Linked DNA regions of Zea mays: region 2 is linked to region 1. A link is a contact called in public Hi-C data. All regions are on one chromosome and are shown on one strand. The core of a region is the stretch at or near the end of the contact, and the rest is flanking DNA. Distances in the headings are between cores, read along the strand shown.

What was found. Hi-C and Micro-C count contacts between places; a contact is called where the count stands out from the background.
Region 2: a Hi-C map of an unstated tissue shows a contact between it and region 1, with 2.6 times the contacts expected there. The contact joins the promoter of LOC100502252 here to the enhancer-like site in region 1. A contact is called at or near these places in 3 of 25 Hi-C or Micro-C datasets (ear, leaf and an unstated tissue).

What each region holds. Positions count from the first base shown.
Region 1 is chr1:140,870,251-140,877,240 of Zm-B73-REFERENCE-NAM-5.0, reverse strand. No RefSeq gene overlaps it. Among protein-coding and RNA genes, the nearest start is that of LOC118476054, 96 kb to the right of the region's middle. Within about 2 kb of position 3,415, at least 2 of the 20 cell types and tissues checked have an H3K27ac peak or open chromatin away from gene starts, as enhancers often do.
Region 2 is chr1:140,969,305-140,976,294 of Zm-B73-REFERENCE-NAM-5.0, reverse strand. LOC100502252 reads left to right here and starts at 3,044. Exons shown (of 3, transcript NM_001196729.1): 1 at 3,044-3,314; 2 at 6,357-6,990. The coding sequence starts at 6,449.

The DNA of each region.
Region 1 (6,990 bases), core at 2,166-4,665:
CTTTTGATCTATGGATGCTTTGAAGATGATCACTGTATCAAATCTGTAGAGATCTACTAGGCGCACAAGTTTGATTAAGTTGCCCAGCCATAAAACCATATGGAACTGCTTGAAAAACTTGCTGAAAGGTGGCATGTTAGAAGCTGAATTTCAGACTTGGTGTAATCTCTGAAACTGAAGAATTTATGTTTTGAAGCCACTTTGAAAGTCTGGTAGTGTCAAATCCATACAGTTCTGGACTTCTAGTATTATAACAAAGTGGAATACCACATGTTGGTGTATAACTTTGATTAAAAGTCCTGCCCCTAAAGGTGTATAGAACTGGTATAAAACTTGGTCCAAATATCCTATACTTTAATCTGAATTCCCAGACTTAGTACAAATTCAGGCTCTGTAATTGTGTGTTTGGGCTAGACTTGAAGCTCTTTACTGTTCTATCCATAGGGTTTTGGTTAGTGACCATTATATCAAAGTTGTAGAGTATCTATCAGGGTACAAGTTTGTTTAAGGAAGAGGGGCTTGGTACTACATAAAAAGTGGAGTAAATGGCTCTTGAAGATGGAGTGTTAGACTTCTGAAAGTTTCAGATGGTGAATAGTAACTGAAACTAAGTTCAGTGAATTTGGCTCAACATGGAAATTCATTTGTGGTTGATTGAAAGAGCTTTGAGCCAGGGTACTTATAGCAAATTGGTAGACCATAGTAAGGAGAGCAAACTTCTTATGGGCTATAAAGTTTGGTACTACACAAATATATGAGTAAAAGGCTCTCCAACTTGCTCTATCAGACTTGGTGGAAGGGATCAAATTCAGTTCACTGAATTTTGAGTCCAGTGATTTTGTGCTCGACTTTGGGGCAATGTAGCTTGTGATCTAGGTGTTATTAGCTCTAGAATGTTATAACAAAGTGATAGACCAATACTTGGTGAACAAGTTTGGAGTGGTGAGCATGGTCCGCTCTTCTACAGAATTGGGAGAAAAGGGGAGGTGAAAACTGGGGTGCAGTCGACTGAAGAAGATTAGGTCAGTGAAAATATCTGAAGAAAAGATCTCTCTCCACTAGAGTTTCTAGTTGTTTCTTGGCAAAAGGTTGGTAGAAATAGAGTTACCCTGAGGGGGGTTCACCTGGTATAGCTCCACCATATTGAAGAAAAAGCTGAAGACTTGAAGACCTATCTAGAAGTGATTCAGCTGCTTGACTATTTGGTGTGTTGTCCAACATGCAGTGAATATGTGTTCATGGGTTTACTGTGTTTCACCTCTACGTGGTGACCATGCAGGAGATAAGTGGTGATCAGTGGAGATCATAAGACCTAGTTGGAGAAACTTTACTCTTAACCCCAAGACTGGAAATTGTGATCTGGTAATGTTTTGCCAAAAGTCAAAATATTGAAGTCATAGAGTTTTCCAAAACAAACAACTTTCAAGTGTAGAGAATTCCAAGTTTTATAGCAAAAAGTAGAGAAAAGCTCACAAGTAGTTTTGACCTAGGGTTTGGGTTTCTGAAAATGCTAGCAACTAGCGTATTTGGACCCTTATAACTTTTGATCTATGGATGCTTTGAAGATGATCACTGTATCAAATCTGTAGAGATCTACTAGGCGCACAAGTTTGATTAAGTTGCCCAGCCATAAAACCATATGGAACTGCTTGAAAAACTTGCTGAAAGGTGGCATGTTAGAAGCTGAATTTCAGACTTGGTGTAATCTCTGAAACTGAAGAATTTATGTTTTGAAGCCACTTTGAAAGTCTGGTAGTGTCAAATCCATACAGTTCTGGACTTCGAGTATTATAACAAAGTGGAATACCACATGTTGGTGTATAACTTTGATTAAAAGTCCTGCCCCTAAAGGTGTATAGAACTGGTATAAGACTTGGTCCAAATATCCTATACTTTAATCTGAATTCCCAGACTTAGTACAAATTCAGGCTCTGTAATTGTGTGTTTGGGCTAGACTTGAAGCTCTTTACTGTTCTATCCATAGGGTTTTGGTTAGTGACCATTATATCAAAGTTGTAGAGTATCTATCAGGGTACAAGTTTGTTTAAGGAAGAGGGGCTTGGTACTACATAAAAAGTGGAGTAAATGGCTCTTGAAGATGGAGTGTTAGACTTCTGAAAGTTTCAGATGGTGAATAGTAACTGAAACTAAGTTCAGTGAATTTGGCTCAACATGGAAATTCATTTGTGGTTGATTGAAAGAGCTTTGAGCCAGGGTACTTATAGCAAATTGGTAGACCATAGTAAGGAGAGCAAACTTCTTATGGGCTATAAAGTTTGGTACTACACAAATATATGAGTAAAAGGCTCTCCAACTTGCTCTATCAGACTTGGTGGAAGGGATCAAATTCAGTTCACTGAATTTGGAGTCCAGTGATTTTGTGCTCGACTTTGGGGCAATGTAGCTTGTGATCTAGGTGTTATTAGCTCTAGAATGTTATAACAAAGTGATAGACCAATACTTGGTGAACAAGTTTGGAGTGGTGAGCATGGTCCGCTCTTCTACAGAATTGGGAGAAAAGGGGAGGTGAAAACTGGGGTGCAGTCGACTGAAGAAGATTAGGTCATTGAAAATATCTGAAGAAAAGATCTCTCTCCACTAGAGTTTCTAGTTGTTTCTTGGCAAAAGGTTGGTAGAAATAGAGTTACCCTGAGGGGGGTTCACCTGGTATAGCTCCACCATATTGAAGAAAAAGCTGAAGACTTGAAGACCTATCTAGAAGTGATTCAGCTGCTTGACTATTTGGTGTGTTGTCCAACATGCAGTGAATATGTGTTCATGGGTTTACTGTGTTTCACCTCTACGTGGTGACCATGCAGGAGATAAGTGGAACATGTTGGCCCTCTTTTATCCTCTGCATATGGTCCCAAAGAAGCTACAGCCAGGCTGCAGCAGCTATGCCTTGTTATGGCATATGAAAGCACAAACTGAAATCCACTATGCCCTAGCTGATTCCATAGTTTCTCCACCGTGCCACACCATTCACATACATCTAGGGTAAGCCCTCAAACCTTATCCACCCCTCTATTTCACTAAGAAGGCCAGAACACCGAGTAGGCACTGGCAGTGGTGACCACACCCACCGAATCCTCCACCTCCCCGTGGTCAGTCTTCCCTTGAAGGTAATATGTTCGAGTTGTTCGTGTTTTCTAACCCCTATGTGATGGTGATGCTCACGGCATTAATCTTTTGAATGCTAATATTATTCTGGCCAGAACCCCGACAGGTTTGTCCAGGACGCCACTGCGAACCACCTTTGCGTGGACTGACTAAACCATGCCCTTCTCGGGCAAACTCATGTGAGCACCGTGCGCTTGATAGATCACCGATACTCACCATAGCCTTGGGTTGAACGCTACCATGCTCTAGACCTAGATTCGAGCTCACCGGAGCTCGTTCTCCGCCGTCACCATGGCTGGAGATGTTGTACGTTACCCCATTCCAATTAACCGAGGGAAAGTGAAGGGTTAGTCTCATAGATTCGATCACTGTGCTCAGTTTCTCTAGAAATGGTCACCAGCGGTGAGATGGGTACGCGTGGCCAGGTGTTCGACATGTGCTCAGCGGAGTCGGGATCTGGGATGAGAAAGTGTAAAAGAACAAAAACAAAAGGGCCTCAGTGCACATGTCAGTGAGACATAGGAATAGGTCACATGACTCTTGTTCGGTTAGCCAATCTAGCAGGGCCTAAATGAAAAGGGCCTCGGTTCACAATTACGGGTGAATGATCCTTAGAAACAAACGAGTTTATCGAAACTCGGCACCCTGAGTAAGTTATCTGATTCACATACATATCCATCCGAGGCTTTAAAGGCAAGGATTGGTATACGTGGGACCGATAATTTGGTTGGGTTGTGACACCGTCCACCGCTACCGAGTGCTCCTCCTGCCACCACTCCACCGCCGCCGTCGGGCCCTTCTCCATCAAAAGGTTAATTTTTATTGTGTATTTTATTGCATATTTTTGGCGACAATTATTTAATAGCCGCCGAAATTAGTATGTATTTGTAATTGTGCTTGTTTCATTAGGTATGTGATTAGTATTATTGTTTAGTTTTATTCCATTAATGTATTTGTGGCATATGTGGTTCAGTGATTAGTGGCATATTGTATTTATGGCATTACTTTTATATTAATATGTGGTGTGGGAACATCATGGTGAGGTAGTACCCAATCTAAATGTAGAAGAGGAGAACAATGATTGGGCTTGCGGTGATGCGATGCATGAGATGCTAGATTCGCTACATCCAGAGTTAAACCTAAGCTCCAAGGATCCTGCCACACGAGATGTTTCGAGATTTTTTAAAATACTAAAAGACTCTGAAGAGCCCTTGCATGAAGACACAGATGTGAGTATACTCACTTTTGTGATTCGGCTCATGGCCATTAAGTCCAAGTATTTTTTTCTCGAACAACTGTTATAATGAGATTTTAAAGTAATTCGGTGATTTGCTGCCAAAGCCCAATAAGTTGCCTAAAGACATGTACCATTCAAAGACAATTATCAAAGGCTCGATATGGATTATGAAAAGATTGATGTGTGGAAAAATAATTGTATGCTTTTCATGAAGGAGCATGTAGGAGAGAAAAAGGTCTGAAATGTGGACAATCTAGATTTGTGGAAGTTTTTAATGATGAGGGTGACAAGGTGATGACAGATGTTGCACATAAGTAGCTTTGCTACTTGCCACTAACTCCTCGAGTGAAACAGTTGTTTCTATCGAAAAAACCGCGATGCACATGCGATGGCACAAAGAAGGTGTCCGAGAGAATGATGAGCTAATGGTGCACCCTTCAAATGGGGATGTTTGGAAGGCTCTCGACACGTTTGATCCAGACTTTGCAGCTGAATCGAGGAATGTTTGAATCGGCTTCGCGACCGATGGCTTCACACCTTTTGGTCAAATTGCATCTTCATACTCTTGTTTGCCCATCTTTGTTATTCCATACTACCTTCCACCTTCTCCTTGTATGAAGTATGAATTTATATTTCATTGCTTAATCATACCTGGCCTGGACCATCCTGGAAAAAAACTCAATGTCATGTTAAAACCCTTGATTGAAGAGTTGAAGGAGCTTTGGTAAGGAGTCAAAGCATACGATGTTTTAAAAAAATAGATATTCAAACTTTGAGTTACGTATTTGTGGTCAGTGCATGACTTCATGGTTTATGCTATTTTTGCTGGTTGGAGTACACGTGGTAGATTGACATGTCCATATTGCGGTTCAGATACAGATTGCTTCTGTCTTGCTCATGGTGGAAAGATCACTTACTTCGATTGTCATCGATGTTGGTTGCCATGGAAACACCCCTTTAGGAGCGATAATAAAAACTTTATAAAGAACACTCTGGTCACAAAAGGACCGCTAAAACATCTAAACACAACAGAAGTTTATGCTCAGCTGAACAATATGCTCAGCTGAACAACCTTGTCCCAAATGAAAAGGGGTACAAGTACCAAAGATTTGAAGTGGACCACAACTGGACACATGTATGTGTCCTGTGGAGCTCCCTTATATGCCATCATTGATTCTTGTGCACAAGATTGATGTCATGCACCAAGGAAGTAATTTTGCTGATGCCCACACACACACCTGCATGCATTTTGAAAAAACAAAGGACAATCTGAAAGCTCAAAGAGATCTAGCAATGCTTTGTGACCGACCAACCCAAGTGCTCAATGACCACGGCAAGCTGCCACGTGCCTTGTTCTGTCTTACCTCTAAGGACAAGATCGAGGTGATGAGATAGATGAAAAAAATTAAATTTCCAGATGGTTATGTTGTGGGCTTGAAAAGAGTTGGTTAAAGAGCCATGACTTCCATATATTAATGGAGAGGATTATCCCTGTCATGTTTCGTGGTTACATGCCCGACACCATGTAGCAAGCAATAGCTGAGCTATGTTATTTCTAAGTCAGATCTTTGCAAAAGCAATAAGTAAAAATAGGATGGAGAAGTTGGAGAAAGAAATACCAGTGTTGCTATGCAAGCTAGAAAAAATATTCCCACCTGAATTCTTCAATCCAATGCAACATCTAATTATTCACATTCCATATGAGGTAAAGGTTGGTGGACCTATACAATATAGGTGGATGTATCACATTGAACGTGCACTAGAAAACCCGTGAGCCATGGTTTGAAATAAGGCCAGAGTAGAAGGATGCATCGTCGAAGCTTTTTTGCTAAAGGAGGTTTCATATTTCACGAGTGTGTATTTCGCAGTGGAACAAAATGTCTATGCTCCTACGATGCGATACAATGTTGATGAGGAACCTCCTGCCAGTGATCGTAAAATTTTCCAATGGAGAGGCATAAGTACTTGTAAGGGCATGATCTACTGCCTTAGCACGGAAGAACGAATGTTCGCATTGCTATACATGTACTTGAATATGGAAGAGATGGAGCTATATTTCATGTGAGTCTTTCTTTTGCCCCATAATTTCTTAACCATGGAGCCATATTTAATTACAAATTTGTCGTACAGTAAGTTCGATGAGGAAAATTGGACTTATTCCCATCAGCCTACAAGCAAACATCCAGATACGATGCGACGACATGGGAGGCAAGGAAGACCTAATTTTGTTGACTAGTTTTGGGATCATGTAAACTCTTTATATTACTTACTTTGATATCATTTAGCCTTTTACGTGAGGTACTCATTTTAACTCTGTATCATTTGCAGTGCACAAAGACTCCTAACATACACGAGGACTTGAGACAACTATCTTATGGGATAGTGACTTGCAGAACCTTTGTTCGATATGATGTGAATGGCTTCTGTTTTCATTCAGACCAATTTGAAAAGTCTCGTCCTCGTGCAGCCACACGTAATACTGGAGTTGTGACTAGGGCACTTGATGCACATGGAAGAGAAACTAATTATTATGGCATCATTCAAAACATCCTTGAGTTTAATTTTGCAGGAACAAAACTCTAAAAGTAGTATTCTTCCTATGTGATAGGTTGGACAACAATAATGGGATTAGA
Region 2 (6,990 bases), core at 1,795-4,294, 99 kb before region 1:
GGTAGGCCCCCTAATGCCGAAATGTGACTGAATGGGTCGTTGAATCACATCCTTAACATCCTCTCTCTTAACCAAGTCATTTTTAACATAGAACCACTGCTTCATCCAGGATCCTTGCCATTTTCCGAAAGGTTGGAACATGATGTCACGCATTAGAGCGATATGCGAAGGAATAGTAGCCGAAATTATTATAATATTGTTCCTTTCCAATTGCCTTTGTTGGTAAGATAGTTCGTGGATATTGCAGAAGCAATCAGCATCTGGCTCCAGCCCTTGGCTCCTCATAGCCCAGATAAAAATTCTAACTTTAACCAAAGCTTTAGGAGTAAGCTGATGAAGGAATATCTCAAAACTCTTCAGCACTTCGACTAACATTCTATGCAGGGAAAGCGTAGCCCAACCTTCATGAAACTTCGGAAAACCACTACTTTATTTGCCTCGGGAAGAGGAAAAGTGCTCTCTCCTCCGGCTCTCACTATGGATATATCATGAAAATATTTGCCCTTCATCATCTCAATTCTTACCTTTCTTACAATAGATTTTCCGAAGACAACATGGCTTGGCCTCCATGCCCGGTCTTCGGCATCATCTGCACCGCTATCAACATCAAAATCACCAATGCCTTCAGAATCCTCAGACAGTCCAGCAAGAACTTTGTTGGTTATTTTCTTAGTGTTGGTCCTTTCCATATCCTCATAAAACCTAGCCAATGCGGGGTCTTCGCTCCTCCTATCTTCGGCCATCTCAACTTTGATTAAGCAAAAAAACGAAGCTAGAAAACGGATGCAATTGCAATAGCTCAGAATAAACAGTGTAAGTTGGTAGCACGAAAAAATATTTTTTCACAACCCTCATATATATACAAAACACCACTACAAAGTGGCCCCCATAGTTCAGAAATTTTCGCTATTCTAGCAAATGGAAGGTGTTTTTTCGGACCTTCGGCATAAGGCCTTTGTTCGTTTCGTAGTCTGAGTTTGTTACAAGGAAACAAACTAATAATGTGAGGGGCTACTGTTGGGGGCCTTCGTCTTCCAAAGGTCCTCAAAAACATGGTTAACCATTGGTTATCAACATGTTGTCAAGTATTGCAGGAGCTTCGACACCAGAACACCTTCGATGCAGAACGATGGAAGGGCGACGAAGCTAGCTTCGTCATAACAACACAGGAAGACAATGTAAGAAGGTGTCATCCTGAATGTTGAAAGCAAAAAACAATGTTGCCCTTGTATTATTTGTAAATCTTGTGTGTAATCATTATGGGTATAAATGTAATTTCGTACGAATCTGTACAATTCCCTATAAATAGGTGAACTGTGCCCTGCATAAAGTACGTTTTTGGAGAACAACTGTATACTTGCTGCGTGTAATCTTTTCTCTAGAGTACCTTCGTTCTAACTCACTCTGAATAGCCGAACCAATTGAGAACAAGTGAGCAACGATTGCTTCACGCTACACTAGCATCGACGACCATGTGTTTACAAATAGCAAACCAATTAATTTGCTATTCGACAGGGGTAGAAGAGGATATTCTAGTGAAGATCTAAGACTTCCTTACCCCTGTGGTCTTTATGGTACTCAACCTATAGCTTGACATGAAGACACCACTTATCCTAGGGTCGCCATTCTTGAGTACTAGCAATGCAAGTATTGATATAGGGACTGGCCTTGTCCACCTCCACATCAATGCTAAGGAGTCATCCGCTTTCCAACCAAAAGTCGAACAGTGCAACTAGGTGAAAACCTTTCGTTGCAAAGCTCCATAGAGCGCTCTAGATTGGCAAGGTCGAATTGACACCACTGGAGCTAAAGATGGACAACCTCATAACTTCTATGAAGAAGTTAGTGGTCATCCGACAGATCCAAAATAGTGTTTGACCATGAAAGGTATCTTTCAATGCAGAAACTCAAAATTATGGTCAACCTTAGCAATGTTTTCTACTTTATAACATGTTGGTCGGTTCCTTATGGCCATCCGATGTAGTGCTTGCCTAGGTAGTCGAAGCGAAGGTGGTGCGAACAGGGATGTCAATAGGTCGGGTTTGGGTTGGGTGGATCAAAGACCTACCCACGATCGCGCCCGTGTAGTCTACCTAACTCGCCCGCGATCGTACCCACGAGTGCAATTCCAAATCCGCACCCGAATTTGTCAGGTTTTGGGTCGTCCACGAGTCTTTACTCAGTGTACACTTTTAAATAATAATTCAGCTATAGACAATTAAGTACCAACAATAATTAAATTACATCTATGGCTTTTTAAGCCTTCTCGTGTTGAGCTATAATAAAACATTTAATGAGTCATTATCCAAGTTACTCATTAAAATAATTTCTATTGTATCTTAATCATTTTTGTGGAAAATAAAAATAAACCAATTTCTAGGTCAGGTGTGGATCACCCGCAGGTTAAAATAGAAACCCACACCCTCGCCCGTGAAACTTCTATGGGTGCGGGTGCAACCGTTGGTCAAAATCTTCACCGATATTTACAACTGTCGGGTGTTAGTCTTGGACCGAACAAATGAGAGATGAGTGTAAGAAATAATGAGAAGGATACACATGAATCAAGGGCCAAATCTCTCACTTCTCTCTCCCTTTTCACAGAGGAGGTGGGAGAGAAGGTTTTTATTGTTTTTCCTAGTGAAATTTGTATTTATAAATAAGATTCTAGAGCTATAAATGTCTCTTAATCATTATTTTACAAGTCTCTGGACTATATAAAAGGTGCTTGATTTCTAGGGACTAATTTTTAATCATCTCTTTTTAGTCTCTAAATTACCTGGAGGTGTTTAATTTCTAGTGACTAATTTTCAATCCATCTATTTTTAGTCTTATGGGGTGTTTGTTTTCTAGAGACTAATTTTTAATCCATCAATTTTTAGTTTAGATTAAAAAATAGTCCCTAAAAATCAAACACCCCAATTCTAAAAAAGTTTTTTAACATGCAATACATCGCTAACACAGAATTTAAAGCATCTAAGCAAATAAAAAAGGGAATAGTATGAACTTTTATTTGGTGGTCCATCGAGAGCCCATTAGTCCAGCACGAACCCAAGTTCCACCAGAGCCACACGTTTTCACTGCTCCCACGAAGGCACACCGCACACAGCCGCGGCCTGCAGGCGACGGTGACGGCGGCGGCGGCGCTCCATCCTCCGCCCCTTCCCTTACTCGCGTTCGGCACGCAGGCGACGGTGACGGCGGCGGCGCTCAGGATCGGGCTCTCAGCGACGGCGGCGGCGGTTTTCCCTCCCGGCTCTCGCCAGTCGCCTCGCGCTCTCGCCTCCGGTCCTCCGAACGCCGGCCGGTGACCCTGCGTGCGTGCCCCTCTCTCTCTTCCCGCCTCCGGTGGATCGTCAACGGCGCCCAGCCCCGGCGGCTGCGCCGCAAGCGGCCTGAGAGCAGCGGGAGCCAGCAGCCGCTGCTCCACCAAGGCAGTCTCGCCGCTTTAGGAGCGCTTATGCCCCAAAGCGAAACGTTACCCGTCCTCTTAGCGCTTCCGCGCGCTGAAGCGTGCGCTTAGTGCCACTTTTTGGAACCCTGGGTATTATGTTTGTTGTTGGGCTTGCGAACAGTTCAGAACGAAAATGCATCATTTATTTTGGAAACAAGACTTCATTGCTGACACGTTGTCCATTTTTCAGTTATATGTATAGATGAGTAAACAATGTCCAGCCCACAGTTGACAACTTAATCCTCAATGAATGCCTCTCACAACACTTGTATGAGGATTTAACAGCTTACATAATCAGTAAGAAAGTTTAGAGAGGAGTTGTACATATATTAAGACAAGACAAACTAACAGAAATTGACGTCTGAAAGCAATTGAACCCCTTCATGTTTAATCACTTTGATCAATTGTTGTTCATGTCTGGAAGCACAATGAAGATTTCTTGAGTTAACTTCCATACCTCACAAGTCCTGGCACATCGAGTATATTTTCACAATAATCAAATGTGCATTGGAGGGGAGAATACAACTTAAATGATTATCTTGCATGAATGATGGGTTTCTAAGATTATATTGTTTTAACTCTTAGGCTCTTAGCATTTATGTATATTTCCATGGTGAAACAGTTCGATGCAGAATTGCAGACATGTTTTTTTCTTGGTAAAAAGTGGTTACTTGAAATCCTTAGGTCAATATTTTTTGTTGATTCATTTCATAGTCAAGTTCGCTAGAACAACGAACTTGGTTACAGATACGTTAGCTCAATAGCCTAGACATGAAATTCATTTGTCACCCTTTTCTAATTGAGGGTTTAGCAGATACACATTTGATTGTTTATATATTCTTATACAAAGTGAATAAAATCATTCTTTTGTGTTCGAGACTTGCAAACATTAATAGGCTGTTTGGTTTGAGAAATGAGCTAGTCCATCATTTTCTCACTTCTCAATTTTTTTGTTTGGTTTGTGCAATGAAATGAGTTGATCCATCACCACCTCATTCATTATAGTTTTTTTGTTTGGTTTGTGGAATGAAATGAGTTGATCCATCATCATCTCATTCTTTATAGTTAATTAGTTAGTACTAATATGAGAAATGAAGCCATCCCACCAAATTTGAGGAATAGACCCATGATGCACCATCTCATTTTGAATGGAGCCTCAAACCAAACACCCTATAAGTGTATAGTTCTTCGATTTTATACTTAAATATCTACTGAGATTAGTGTTGTTGCCCTTACTATAGAGGCTAATGGTGATTTTACCTTGTTTTACAACTTGGTGATTTTGCCCTCATGTTTTGAAATTGAATGTGCCGTTTGCCCTTACTTTGAAAGACTGAATTATACGTAAAATAAAAACACATAAGGACCAAAGTACACTTCATCATCTTACACACTCTTCTCACCCAATCCCATATCTGCCCTAGCGGCGGCGGCGGTGGCCACATGGCAGGAGCCGTGAGTGTCGGCGCCACGAATGCAAGTAGTTCTAGGCCATCTGCTGCGAGGATCAGACCAGATCAAGGCTGTCGGCCTTGGCAGCAGGCGCACTGCATCTAGGGCAGCTGCTGTGAGGTGGGTGTGGGCAAGGCAATGGGCTGTGTGCAGCTTCCCAGCCATGTGCGGGATAGAACCATGTACTGGGGCAGGCCTGCGCATAAACAGATTGGATACCTACTGAAATGGATACAAATAGTTATTTTTTCTTGGATTCGTATTTTGGTGCAAATAGTGTTGGTATGTCAGATAAGATATCAATGGATATCAACATTATATATACTCGACTTTGAGTATCTAGATACAGATATTGTACATATGTTGAATGTCCAGATCCAGATATGGACTATATATTTAGTATCTTGAACCCTTAGGTTGGATGGTTGGTCAGGAAATGTCCATACCATTTTCACTCTTACCTGCACTGGCAAGAGCATATGACACGGCCGGAGTGCAGGCAGCCATCTAAGCAGACTTTTCACTATCCTTGCTCGCCAACACGATCATGTTCTGCTGTTGTTGTAGCAGACTGCTATTCTTCAGAATCTGCCATCGCCGCTGCCAAACGCGAATGCAAAGCGCTGCTGTCACATGAGATTTCAAGGTGAGCTAGACCATTGCTAGCACTCCTCAGCAGGTGTAGCCACCAACCCACGAGCCTACCTGCAGCATCCTTTAGCAGAGATCCACCCAACTCCAATCCATGGCCTGTGGCTCTAAGATGGGGTTTGAAGTCTTGGTGAAAATATTGAGAAAATAAATCAGCAAACTTGACAATATGAAATAAAAAGTATGGTATTTCATTAATGAATGGGAATGCAAACCCATGTTTTGCAACTCTGGCTGGCCACTAGTAAATAAGCTGTGGCTCCTCCATCAAAGCTGTTTCTTTCTTCGGTGTTTGGTACAGCTTCACCATGAGCCAGAGATGGAGCTGTTTGAAATGGCCTACGAAACAGGGTCTTTATTATATCTCAATGCAAGGAATGATTTACTGGATATTATGAGTTATGTCTATGTAGTGATGGTCAATCATTCGTTATGGTTACGGGCCTGTCTTTATTTCAACTTTTAAGCTTATTATTAAGCTTCTAGATAATCTATAGTGCACTATCCCTTCTTGTTGGTGTCAGCCTACTTTTAAATGTAACTATGTGTAAATACATCGTTTTACATAGCTCATTTTGGATAGGCAACTTTCTGGATTGACACTTTGGTTCTAGAAGTGACAATAGTTGAATTTTGGTTTATGTTTTTGACAATACAATATAGCTCAACAACTATATGTCCATGAAAAGTTTATATGAGTTGGAGTACATTGACAGCTAATTTTCATCTTCAGGTATTGAAAAATAATTTTGATATGCTTATATCCTATCTTACTTGAATATATAATCTTTTACATTTTCAGTGGATGACATGAGCACACTAAATACAATCCTGATGAAGATGGCAGGATTAGCTTCCTGCTGAGTTTTGTCCTACAAGATTGCAAAGGGCAGAATGTCAGCTAGGGATTCTAATCATTCATATAAATGTTCGGATGATTCTCAAATGCCGTACTACAATAACTCAGCACCTGTAGGAGAAAATGGTAGGATCCATATGGCAGAAAACAGTCTAGGACATCATTACTCATCCTCCGATATTGGATCACAAAGGATCAACAATTCCAACCCTCAAGTATTTGAAGCACAGTACTGCACTCTGGAATCATCCTCAGCAAATGGTGTTTATCCTGCACAAAGCTCCACATCTTCTCATAGCATCTCCCCTTTAAGTGGGAGCCCCCTGTCTCAGCATGACAGCCACTCAGACCACACATATAGTTCTCCTCCAAGTGCTTCCTGTCTAACTGAGGTTGCAGATCTCCTGATTAAACAAAAAGAATTAGAGAATTCCATTGTTGGACCTGGACTGGACATTAGTTCTGACTGCTCTCGGAGCTTGTTGCAAGCCCATGTTCCAGTGAGACCAGACAACTGGAGACAACTTCTGGGAATTAATGGAGGAGACTTGATGCAAGTAGTCATAGCATGTGGTAA